2 separate regions of the Ovis aries genome follow, and region 1 is linked to region 2. A link is a contact called in public Hi-C data. All regions are on one chromosome and are shown on one strand. Each heading gives the region's core, a stretch centred on a gene start, on an enhancer-like site or on the middle of the called end of the contact. The rest is flanking DNA. Distances are from core to core; before and after follow the strand shown. Region 1 holds the start of MED11 (mediator complex subunit 11). Region 2 overlaps MINK1 (misshapen like kinase 1).

Region 1 (5,106 bases), core at 1,595-4,094, 120 kb before region 2:
GAAGAACTGTACAAAAAAGATCTTCATGACCCAGATAACCACAATGGTGTCATCATTCACCTAGAGCCAGACATCCTATAATGTGAAGTCAAGTGGGCCTTAGGAAGCATCACTATGAACAAAGCTAGTGAAGGTGATGGCATTCCAGTTGAGCTATTTGAAATCCTAAAAGATGATGCTGTGAAAGTGCTGCATTCAATATGCCAGCAAATTTGGAAAACTCAGCAGTGGCCACAGGACTGGAAAAGGTCAGTTTTCATTCCAATCCCAAAGAAAGGCAATGCCAAAGAATACTCAAACTACTGAACAATTGCACTCATCTCACACGCTGGCAAAGTAATGTTCAAAATTCTCCAAGCCAGGCTTCAACAATACATGAACCGTGAACTTTCAGATGTTCAAGCTGGATTTTAAAAAGGGAAGAGAAACCAGAGATCAAATTGCCAACATCCAATGGATCATCAAAAAGCAAGAGAGTTCCAGAAAAAAATCTATTTCTGCTTTACTGATTATGCCAAAGCCAAAGTTTATTGTGGATCACAACGAACTGTGAAAAATTCTTCAAGAGATGGGAAATATCAGACCTCCTTATCTGCCTCCTGAAAAAATCTGTATGCAGGTCAAGAAATGAGTTACAACTGGTCATGGAACAACAGACTGGTTCCAAATTGGGAAAGCAGTAAGTCAAGGCTTTATATTGTCACCCTGTTTATTTAACTTATATGCAGAGTACATCATGAGAAATGCTGGACTGGATGAAGCCCAAGCTAGAATGAAGATTGCTGGGAGAAATATCAATAACCTCAGATATGCAGATGACACCACACTGATGGCAGAAAGCAAAAAAGAACTAAAGAGCCTCTTGATGAAAGTGAAAGAGAAGAGTGAAAAAGTTGGCTTAAAACTCAACATTCAGAAAACTAAGATAATGGCATCTGGTCCCATCACTCCATGGCAAATAGATGGGAAAACAATGGATACAGTCGCAGACTTTATTTTTGGGGGCTCCAAAATCACTGTAGATGGTGACTGAAGCCATGAAATTAAAAGACACTTGCTCCTTGGAAAAAAAAAACTATGACCAGCCTTAACAGCTTATTAAAAAGCAGAGACATTACTTTGCCAATGAAGGTCTGTCTAGTCAAAGCTATGGTTTTTCCAATAGTCATCTATGGATGTGAGAGTTGGACTATAAAGAAAGCTGAATACAGAATTGATGCTTTTGAACTGTGGTGTCAGAGAAGACTCTTGAGAGTCCCTTGGACACCAAGGAGATCCAACCAGTCCATCCTAAAGGAAATCAGTACTGAATATTCATTGGAAGCACTGATGCTGAAGCTGAAACTCCAATACTTTGGCCGCCTGATGTGAAGAACTGACTCACTGGAAAAGACCCTGACACTGGGAAAGACTGAAGGCAGAAGAAGGGGACGATAGAAGATGAGATGGTTGGATGGCATCACCGACTAAACAGACATGAGTTTGAGTAAACTCCGGGAGTTGGTGATGGACAGAGAGGCCTGGCGCACTGCAGTCGATGGGGTGGAAGAGCTGGACAGGACTGAGCAACTGAACTGACTGACAGCCCAGCTGTACTGTAATCCCATTGATTTAGGGGTAAATTAAGTTGCTTCTAAGCTTTCTTCACTGCTGGTTTAGTTAACCATATGACCTTCTGTTTTCCAGTTTCTATTGAAAGTTTTGCTATTATTAACTCCTTTCCTTGACCCCTTCCTTAAATCCCCTTATTGTTATCTTCTTAGGATTTAGAAAAAGAGTGAAGTTAAATGCTAGATACCTCAAATTTAACTAAAACCCTCCACTCGCTTGCTAACCCTGGGCAAACTGGCTTCATTCTCAACCTTCCATAAACTGTCAAGATTGATCTTTCCTGAAAGATATAGCTGGTCAGAATCCACTTCTTGAAAACCTTTCAACCGTTCCCAAATGCCTTCAAAATAAAGTTCAAATTCCTTAGCTTGCAAGCCATTTTCTGGTCTGGCTCCCCACTGCGGTCTCCCCAGTCACACCTAGCCACCAACCACACTGCGTTCACTCCAGTCAAACTTATTGGACTTCCAATCTGTCGGCCCCTCACAACACTAAGCGCTTGCTGTGCCCTTCCCTTTTCCACTCCAACCTCTCAGTCACCTGGTTAACCCCCAGATTCAGTTCAAGCAACATTTCCTCCTGGAATCCTTTCTCCATTCCTAGAGATACACCCTGGGCGTATCCCTAATAAAGCACCTATCCACTCTCACGTGAGTCCACCTCACTCACCTTTGTATCCCCAGAGGCAACCACATAATAAGCAATCAGAGAGGGAAACGGCTGACAGGAGCAAGCGCCTCAGAATATATTGACAGTCCGTGTTTTAGCGCAGCTCCCGGTCAGAGGGAAGCGCTACGGCGAATAATGTCACACTCACCAAGTCGTTTTCCCAGGGCCCCGATAGGTGGCGGAGTGGGATAGGCAGACAGAGGGTCCATGGCTGTCCAGTCTGTAATACCCCAAAGGTCCTACCATCATCACCCAGCACCCCGAAGACGCTCAAGAAATTCTTGTAGAAGAAATTAAACAGACCACAACAGTGTCGTGAAGGTGGACAGGTCTGAATGGCCTTAGACTGGAGAAATTTTCGATACTCCGTCTTACCACAGGTGGTCACGCGGTGGGGTCTCGCAGCGGGCATGCGCACGAGACCCTGGGAGTTGTAGTTCACCCGGTGAAACCGGAAGGGAAAGACCACGCTGAGCATCCTGGGAACTGTGGTGTTGGCTAAGGTGCGCCCTCTGCGCAGGCGCAAACCGACAGTTACTTCCGGGCGTTTTTCCGTAGTATTTAGCAAAAGAAAACCCGAGGGTAACGATGGCTACCTACAGCCTGGCGAACGAGCGACTACGCGCCCTGGAAGACATCGAAAGAGAAATTGGAGCCATTCTTCAGAATGCAGGTTCGGGATACGAAGACGAGAGGGGCGCGACCGCTTGCACATGCGCGGACCAAGTTGGGTTGGAAGGGATCCTAACTGGGTTTAGGGGTGGGTGGGGCTGGCCCTGGGGCGGGGCTATACTGGCGGTCTTCGGATAGCCCCGCCCGCTCTCCGCTCCGGCAGGTACCGTGATCTTGGAACTGTCCAAGGAAAAAACCAACGAGAGGCTCTTAGACCGACAGGCAGCGGCCTTCACCGCGTCGGTGCAGCACGTGGAAGCAGAGCTGTCGGCTCAGATTCGCTATCTCACTCAGGTGTGTGTGGTGGAACGTGCTACGCTCCCACCCCAGCTCTCTGCCTCAGCCTTATTCTTCAAGAGTCCGGGGCACAGCTTTGGACCCCCGGAGCCAAGCAAAACCAGCCCTACCCAGCAAGCCCGTCGATCCTGGCAGCATCCTTCCCTTCCAGGACAGGTTTCCTGTGTCACTGAGTTGCATCACATGAGCCAGTGGGTGGGAAAGCCCTGGGAGAGGGCATCTAAACAATAGGAAAGCTATAGGATTTGCCCGTAGACATTTGACCTGACCTCAAGTGTACAGCGCTCCAGACAGCTACCTCACGAGAAAAGGAACAGGACTGAAAGGGCTCTGAGGTTATTACAACAGGAAGCACCATTTACTAAACGTGTACAGTGTGCTAGACATTCTGCATTATCTAATCCTATAACAACTCTGAAAAGTGAAACTGTTAGTCTCTCAGCCGTGTCCGACTCTCTGTGACCCTGTGGACTGTAGCCCGCCAGGCTCCTCTGTCCATGGAATTTCTCAGGCAAGAATACTGGAATGGGTAGCCATTCCATTCTCCAGGGGATCTTCCCGACCCAGGGATTGAACCCGGGTCTCCTGCATTGCAAGCAGATTCTTTACCATGTGAGCCATCAGGGAAGCCCATAACAACTCTAGGAAGTAGTTACAGTCATCCCCACTTTACAGAGGTTTTTAATAGAAGTTCATTGATGTGCTCTAGGTAATCCAGCTAACCATCTGGCATAGCAAATTCAAACTCAGGGAAGAAATGAGGCAAAAGACCTGATGACTTGTTGGGGAGATGGGTGAGGGAAGGGGTGCTTCACTGATCAATCTGAATGTCCTATAGGTGGCCACAGGGCAGCCCCACGAGGGCTCCAGCTACTCTTCAAGGAAGGACTGTCAAATGGCCCTGAAGCGAGTGGACTATGCTCGCCTCAAGCTCAGTGAGGTGGCCCGAACCTGTGAGCAGATGCTGGAGAACTAGGCCAAACAGGTGAACAGCTTGGAGGGAGAGCTCCACATATACCCCAGAACCGAATCTGGAGAATGTGGGCTACCCTGTACCTGCCGTACTGGTCAGAGGCCATGAGGACAAGGGTGCAGAAGGTGGGAAGGAAGACACTTAAGAGACCAAGCCTGTGCACAGCTGTGCCCTGGCTCCTCCAGCAGGTTGCTCCTGCCATGCACTTCACTGAGTACGGACAAGCTCAGACAGAAGGTGGAGACTTAGACACCCAACCCACTTCCTCATGTCCCTGCCCTAGGCTTCCCGCAGACTTGGACCAAGGAAGACACATTTTTGGTTCACTGAAAAAGACAAAATGAGAACGAAGGGTTTTGCTAATAAAAATAATAACACTAAAACAAGGAGCTTAGACTCTAATTGGGCATATATGGTGATGTAAGGGGTTGAGGAAGTAAAACCAGGCTGCATGGCAGCTGCTGAGGAGGGAGGGTGGAAAAGCCCAGGCCTTTACTGTGGGTTCAGGGCGTGAAGCAGGAGAGGGTAGAAGCTAGGGAGGAACACTGGTGTGGTGTGACGTGACAAGAGCAAAATATACGGGTCATGGGACATGGAGGCTGGTGGGGGTTGGGAGGAGATGTTGAGGGGGAAGATGCTAGGTGGCCATCAGCAGAGAAGCTGAAGCCAAGAACCAGGCATGATTAGGGGGCAAGGGCATAAGACCCATGTCTGCAGAAAGAAGAGCCAAAAATTATAAAAATAAGTTTTAGTAGTTAAAAAATATGGAATTTATACAAGACATAAACAGTAAATTTTATATCACAGTATAGGAGAAATCCAAAATAAAAGAGGAAAGGTCTAAGGGAGGTCCGTGGCTGGTTAGTTGTGAATTAAACACTGAC
Region 2 (5,165 bases), core at 1,598-4,097:
AATGCTGGGAGCCCTGGGCTCAGGACTGGGAAAGGGGAGAAGGCTGGCTTGTGTGCTCTGGCTCCTCCTAACTTTCTTCATCCCTGCTTTTACTTTCACTGCGCACACGCCTGTGCCAGGCACTGACTTAATAAGCATTTTGTGGGTGTTGCCCCATTTGAAGTTGCCACCAGCCCAGAGGTGGGTACTCAGGTGTCCCCTCGTGCGGATGAGGCCACAGGCTTTCAGAGATCGTCACTGAGTCTGAAAGCAGCAGCCTGTCTAAATAGCCAGCGGGGATCTGCCCCCTGTTTTCTCTCCCCTTCTTCTGGCTTTCCCCTCCCCAAACATAAACTCTGACCCAGTCTCGGAAAAGGGCAGGTCTCCATCAGCCCCCCAGCAGCCCCATCAACACAGTCATTCTCAACTCCTGTCGAACAGCTTTCCCCGCCTCTAGCTCGGGTTCCTGTTCTGAAGTGCTGATACCTCATTCTCTCTCTCCCCCTGTCCCCTCAGGACCCTGCAGGCATCTTCGAGCTGGTAGAGGTGGTTGGCAATGGCACCTACGGACAGGTGTACAAGGTGAGGCTCTGGGTGTGGTGGGAGGGGCCCTCTCCTATGGGCCTCTGTGGAGTGGGCTGTGGTCTGGAGATTTGACAGGGCCTGGAGGGATTACAGGGGCCGGGGGCCCTGGGAAAGGAGGGGGCCCAGGGAGGGAGAGGAAAGGGATAAAGTCAGGAGGAAAGGAAGCAGCGAGAGGCGGGTGTTTTCGCTGGCCTCTACCTCTGAGCTTAGAGCCAGCCCTGGGTGTGGCAAGAACAGTCTGGAGCTGGGTGGGGTGAGGAACAGGGACACGCGGGGCAATGGGAAGGGCATGGGGACATGTGTGACTGAGCTCAGAAGTACAGGTGTGGCGTCTCCTGAGTCCACAGGAGACCCAGGGCTTGGGGACGGTGGGACCTAGAGGGGCACCCTCAGCAGAGGGGACCCACTTTCTTGAGCCCCCCTGACCGGCCTGCAGCAGGACTGGGACCAGGGCGCAGGCCTTCTGCTTTTGAGGCTGCCTCTCTCCTCCGCCTCCACAGCAGTGGCGTTTCCTCAACCACAGACTGTGGCTTTTGGCCTGGCCAGTCTGGCCCTTCACGTGGTCTACCCGCCGGTCACACTCCACGGGGGAGGCAGCCCCATCAGAGAGGTGGTACTCAAGGTGGATGCTGCCCCCAAGTGTGCGCCTGGCTGCTTCGGCTCTAGATATGGCACTCAGCCTCTTCACGAGTCTCCTGTGTCTCAGGGGCCAGGGTTTCCTGGGTCACTGGGGCTACCCACCTGTCTCTTACCCTTCTTCTCTGTAAGCTTTGGAAAGCAGGTGCACCCCCCCACCCCAGTCACCCCATCTCTTGCCTAGTTGTTGCCATGGAAATAGCAGCTCTGTGTTCTACTGCTTCTCTGGGCTTGGGGGTCGTGAAAAACTGCTGGGGATAAAAATAATCCCTGGGCTGGCAGTCCCCCCACAACACACACCTTTCTCCTCCCCAGGAAGCCTTAGACTTTCCTACTGGAGCCTGAGATGACTCCTGCTAGGAATTTTGGAAGGATAAGGGAGGCAGAAGGGGAATGGCAGGGACACACTCTAGAAGAAGTTTCTTCCCATTAGCACTGGTGGTGGGGTTTCCACATAGCAGTCAGCCCTCCCATGTTTCTCTAAGTTTCCTAAAATCTCAGCCCTGTCTACTCTCTCCTGTTAACAGTAATAAAAAGCCCTGTGTATGTGTCTGGGGGTGGGGGTGATTCTGGGAAAGACCTCCTGTCCAGAGAGGTGAATCAGGAGAGGACTCAGGCAGTCTGTCTTGCATAGAAGATGCTGGAGAGCCAAAGCCCTCCTCCCCCAGCCACTTCTCCCAGCTCCATGCCGCTCCATCTGAGGATGGAGAGGGAGCCCTCACTCGCTGCTCTAACTTTCAGACAAGGCTGTCTAAGGCAGAGAGGCTGGGACAAAGCACAAGTGTCTCTCCCTCATCCCTCTTGAGTGTTTCAGGAGAGGAGACCCTTCATCTTTATCCAGCTTAGCACTTGGAATCCAGGCGCGGTGATTTTCCTATAACCGACTCATAAACTGAGGTGTCTAGCCAGGGGCATTTTCTAAGAAAGAAAGCAGCCAAAAATTGTGGCCTCTCCCAGAATTAAGCCCCTCCCGAGTGCAGACTTGACCACCCCCATGCCTGGCTCTTCGTTCTACAGGGTCGGCATGTCAAGACTGGGCAGCTGGCTGCCATCAAAGTCATGGACGTCACGGAGGTAAGGCGCGTATAGGGCAGGGGAGGGTCGGGGTGTTGAGAGGGGGGCTTGCGGGGGTGACTCTCAGGGTTCACCTCTCCCTATTCACGTAGGATGAGGAGGAAGAGATCAAACAGGAGATCAACATGTTGAAAAAATACTCTCACCACCGCAACATCGCCACCTACTACGGGGCCTTCATCAAGAAGAGCCCCCCAGGGAACGACGACCAGCTCTGGGTGAGGGGCGCCCCTGGCCTGCCCCAGTTAATGCATCTGTTCTCCTGCCTCTGAGCACAGCTCCTGGGAAAGCAGCACATCTAATATGTGTGGGTTTTGGCTAGACTCGGGCCCCTCCCAGCAGCGCACAAGCCTCTCTGGGCGATTACTCTCCAATTACTCGGCCACAGCTCGCTTAGCTCTTTGGGGCCTCCCCCAAATTCCCTCCAGGCTCGGAACATTCCTAAGAGTCATCGCCTTTCCCTGCCTGGGCGCTGTTGCCCGCTAATTCCCCAGCCTCACCCTTTCTTGGGCTCAGCCCAGCCCGGAGGAGAGGGCAGCAGGGAACACAGCCATGGCTGGGGAACTGGCCCCCAGATCAGGTCCCCCTCCCAGCAGTTGCTAGACAAGTGCTTACTGAGCGTCCTCTGTGTACCCTGCACAGATAATCATGAGTTGTGGTCCCTGCCTCCAAGGCACTTAGTCTTTTTGGGTGGGGAGAGACACACGTAGAGAAAGGCAACCAGCTGTGTGTAGTGGGAGATTATTAAGGGCTAGAAGCTGAGCGCTAGTGACCCAGCGCCCCCTTGTGGACCCCATCCTCCCCTCCAGCTATGGGAGGGGCACCCCAGATGTGCAAATTATCTCTTTGGCGCATGCAAATATAGGTACCTCGGGCTGCCTTTTTTTGGCATGGGATGCAGCTTGTAGGAAACATACAGTGAAAACATTTGGACAGGCGTACTGCTCCCCTGGGGATTTGTTTGGCCTCTGCTTTGGGTCCCTGGAGGTGGGAAGCATACAGTGAAAACATTTGGACGGGCATACTGGTCCCTCAGGATTTGTTTGGCCTCTGCTCCGAGTCCCTAGAGGTGCCGGCCAGCCGGAGTTCTTCTCATCTTCCGGCCTCTGCCTGGCCTGTTTACAGACTGTGCTGAAGCCTCAGATTCCCTTCTGCAGCTCTCTGGTAGCCCCTGGGCTCTGTCTTGGCTCTCTAGCAGACCTTGGGACTTGCTGACTCTTGAGTCCCTTTTTTGTCTCTCTCAAGGGTTGGCCAGCCTTTCCTTTGAAGGGCCAGACAGTAAATATTTGGGGCTCTGTGGGTCATAAGCTTCTAACAACTACTCAGCTCAGCCATAGACAATGCAGAGATGAAAACAGGAATGTCCCTTGACTCCAAAGAGCTTTATTTAAGACGCTAAGATGTCAGTTTCATGTGATTCTTCTTTGATTTTTATTTCAGCCATTTAAAAATATAAAAATGCTCAGCCTCTTGGCCGTAGATTGCCGGGCCCCTGCTCTGGAGCGCTGGTTCTCTGCTCGCTGTTGGGCTTTGTGGGTCCCAGTGAGGATCTGCTGGTAGCTTTGGCCCCTTCCCCAGGAAAAGTGCACAAACCTGTGTCATTCTCGCTGCAAGTTCAGGGATTCCCTGGGGTCCTCTTCTGGCCCAGACCATCACCTCCCTCAGCCCACCTGCCCTGTGTCTCCCAGCTGTGTCTCCTTCCCCTTTCTCTCCTAATCTTACCAAGTTCTGTGGCTTTCACTAGGGGCCTCGTGGCCCCTGCTCTCCAGCTCATACCAATTCTGACCCGAGGGCTCCAGTCCTGCCCCAGGGGCCCGGCACGGGAAGGAGGCCTTGCCTGACAGATACGTTTCCCTCCGGTGCCTCCCTGGGACCATAGCTGGTGATGGAGTTCTGTGGTGCTGGTTCTGTAACGGACTTGGTGAAGAACACAAAAGGGAACGCCCTGAAGGAGGACTGTATAGCCTACATCTGCAGGGAGATTCTCCGGGTGAGCGCCAGGTCCCTCCCTGCCTCCTCCTCCCATCTCCCTGGAAGCGGGCCTTCCCTGCACTCACAGGGAAGGAGCTGGAACTGTGTCCCCTTGAAGGAACAGATGGCCTGATGCGAGTGCGTGTGGAGAACCCTCAGAGGGACCCCGTGCCTCTGTTTCCCAGCCCTGCCCTTTCTTGAGGCCGTGCAGCTGGATCCTCCAGTCTGAGGACACTCCCCTCAAAGCTGAGCCTTTACCTGGGCTCCTGGCTCCCAGGTGGAGAGGGACAGCTCCCCCAGCCCAGCCCAGCCAGGTGCCTCCCCAGCCCCTCGACTCACATCCTTGTCCTCTAACACCAAGAATACTTCCCCCCACCCCTCCTGCCCCAGGGTCTGGCCCATCTCCACGCCCACAAGGTGATCCACCGAGACATCAAGGGGCAGAACGTGCTGCTGACAGAGAATGCCGAGGTCAAGCTAGGTACGCTGACGCCTTCTGACCTCTAGCACGGAGTTGGGGACCCGTTTGTTCATTCCCTCTAGTCGCTCAAGTCCACCTGTCTACGGGCTGGGGGATTTGCTCCCTGCCTTCTGCTGAAAACCACTGGAGAAGCTTTTTGTGTGCTCCCTGGTGTGTCCGGGTGCTGTGCCAGCTCTCCTCTGGGGAGATGTTTGGCCCCTTCTGCCTGGAATGCTGTCCCTTGGTCCTTTCACCCTGGTTTCTCCCCCAGACACAGGAAGACTAGGTCAGGGTCTTTGGGATGGATGCTGATGGGGTGAAGAGGTGGCCGGGTGGGGCTAGCACAGAACAGCCCAGTGGGGGCCACAGGTACAGCATTCCGTCATGGCCTTTTGCCTCTGCCCTCCCAGTGGATTTCGGGGTGAGCGCACAGCTGGACCGCACCGTGGGCAGGCGGAAC

The links. Hi-C and Micro-C count contacts between places; a contact is called where the count stands out from the background.
Region 1: a contact with region 2 is called in a Hi-C map of hypothalamus, with 4 times the contacts expected there. The contact joins the promoter of MED11 here to the enhancer-like site in region 2. A contact is called at or near these places in 7 of 16 Hi-C or Micro-C datasets (blood, hypothalamus, mesenteric adipose tissue and 3 more).

Annotation. Positions count from the first base shown.
Region 1 is chr11:26,500,188-26,505,293 of ARS-UI_Ramb_v3.0, reverse strand. MED11 (mediator complex subunit 11) reads left to right here and starts at 2,844. Exons shown (of 2, transcript XM_060395382.1): 1 at 2,844-2,953; 2 at 3,116-5,106. The coding sequence starts at 2,869. The coding sequence ends at 3,480. It overlaps PELP1 (proline, glutamate and leucine rich protein 1), which reads right to left and starts at 2,692. Exons shown (of 18, transcript XM_042255614.1): 1 at 2,656-2,692. It overlaps CXCL16 (C-X-C motif chemokine ligand 16), which reads right to left. Exons shown (of 5, transcript XM_015098600.3): 5 at 4,956-5,106.
Region 2 is chr11:26,380,038-26,385,202 of ARS-UI_Ramb_v3.0, reverse strand. It overlaps MINK1 (misshapen like kinase 1), which reads left to right. Exons shown (of 32, transcript XM_060395345.1): 2 at 496-561; 3 at 2,218-2,274; 4 at 2,367-2,492; 5 at 4,154-4,264; 6 at 4,636-4,726; 7 at 5,116-5,165. Among named protein-coding and RNA genes, the nearest start is that of C11H17orf107, 14 kb to the right of the region's middle. Within about 2 kb of position 2,847, at least 11 of the 54 cell types and tissues checked have an H3K27ac peak or open chromatin away from gene starts, as enhancers often do. A contact at or near this core is called in hypothalamus, where this site is marked.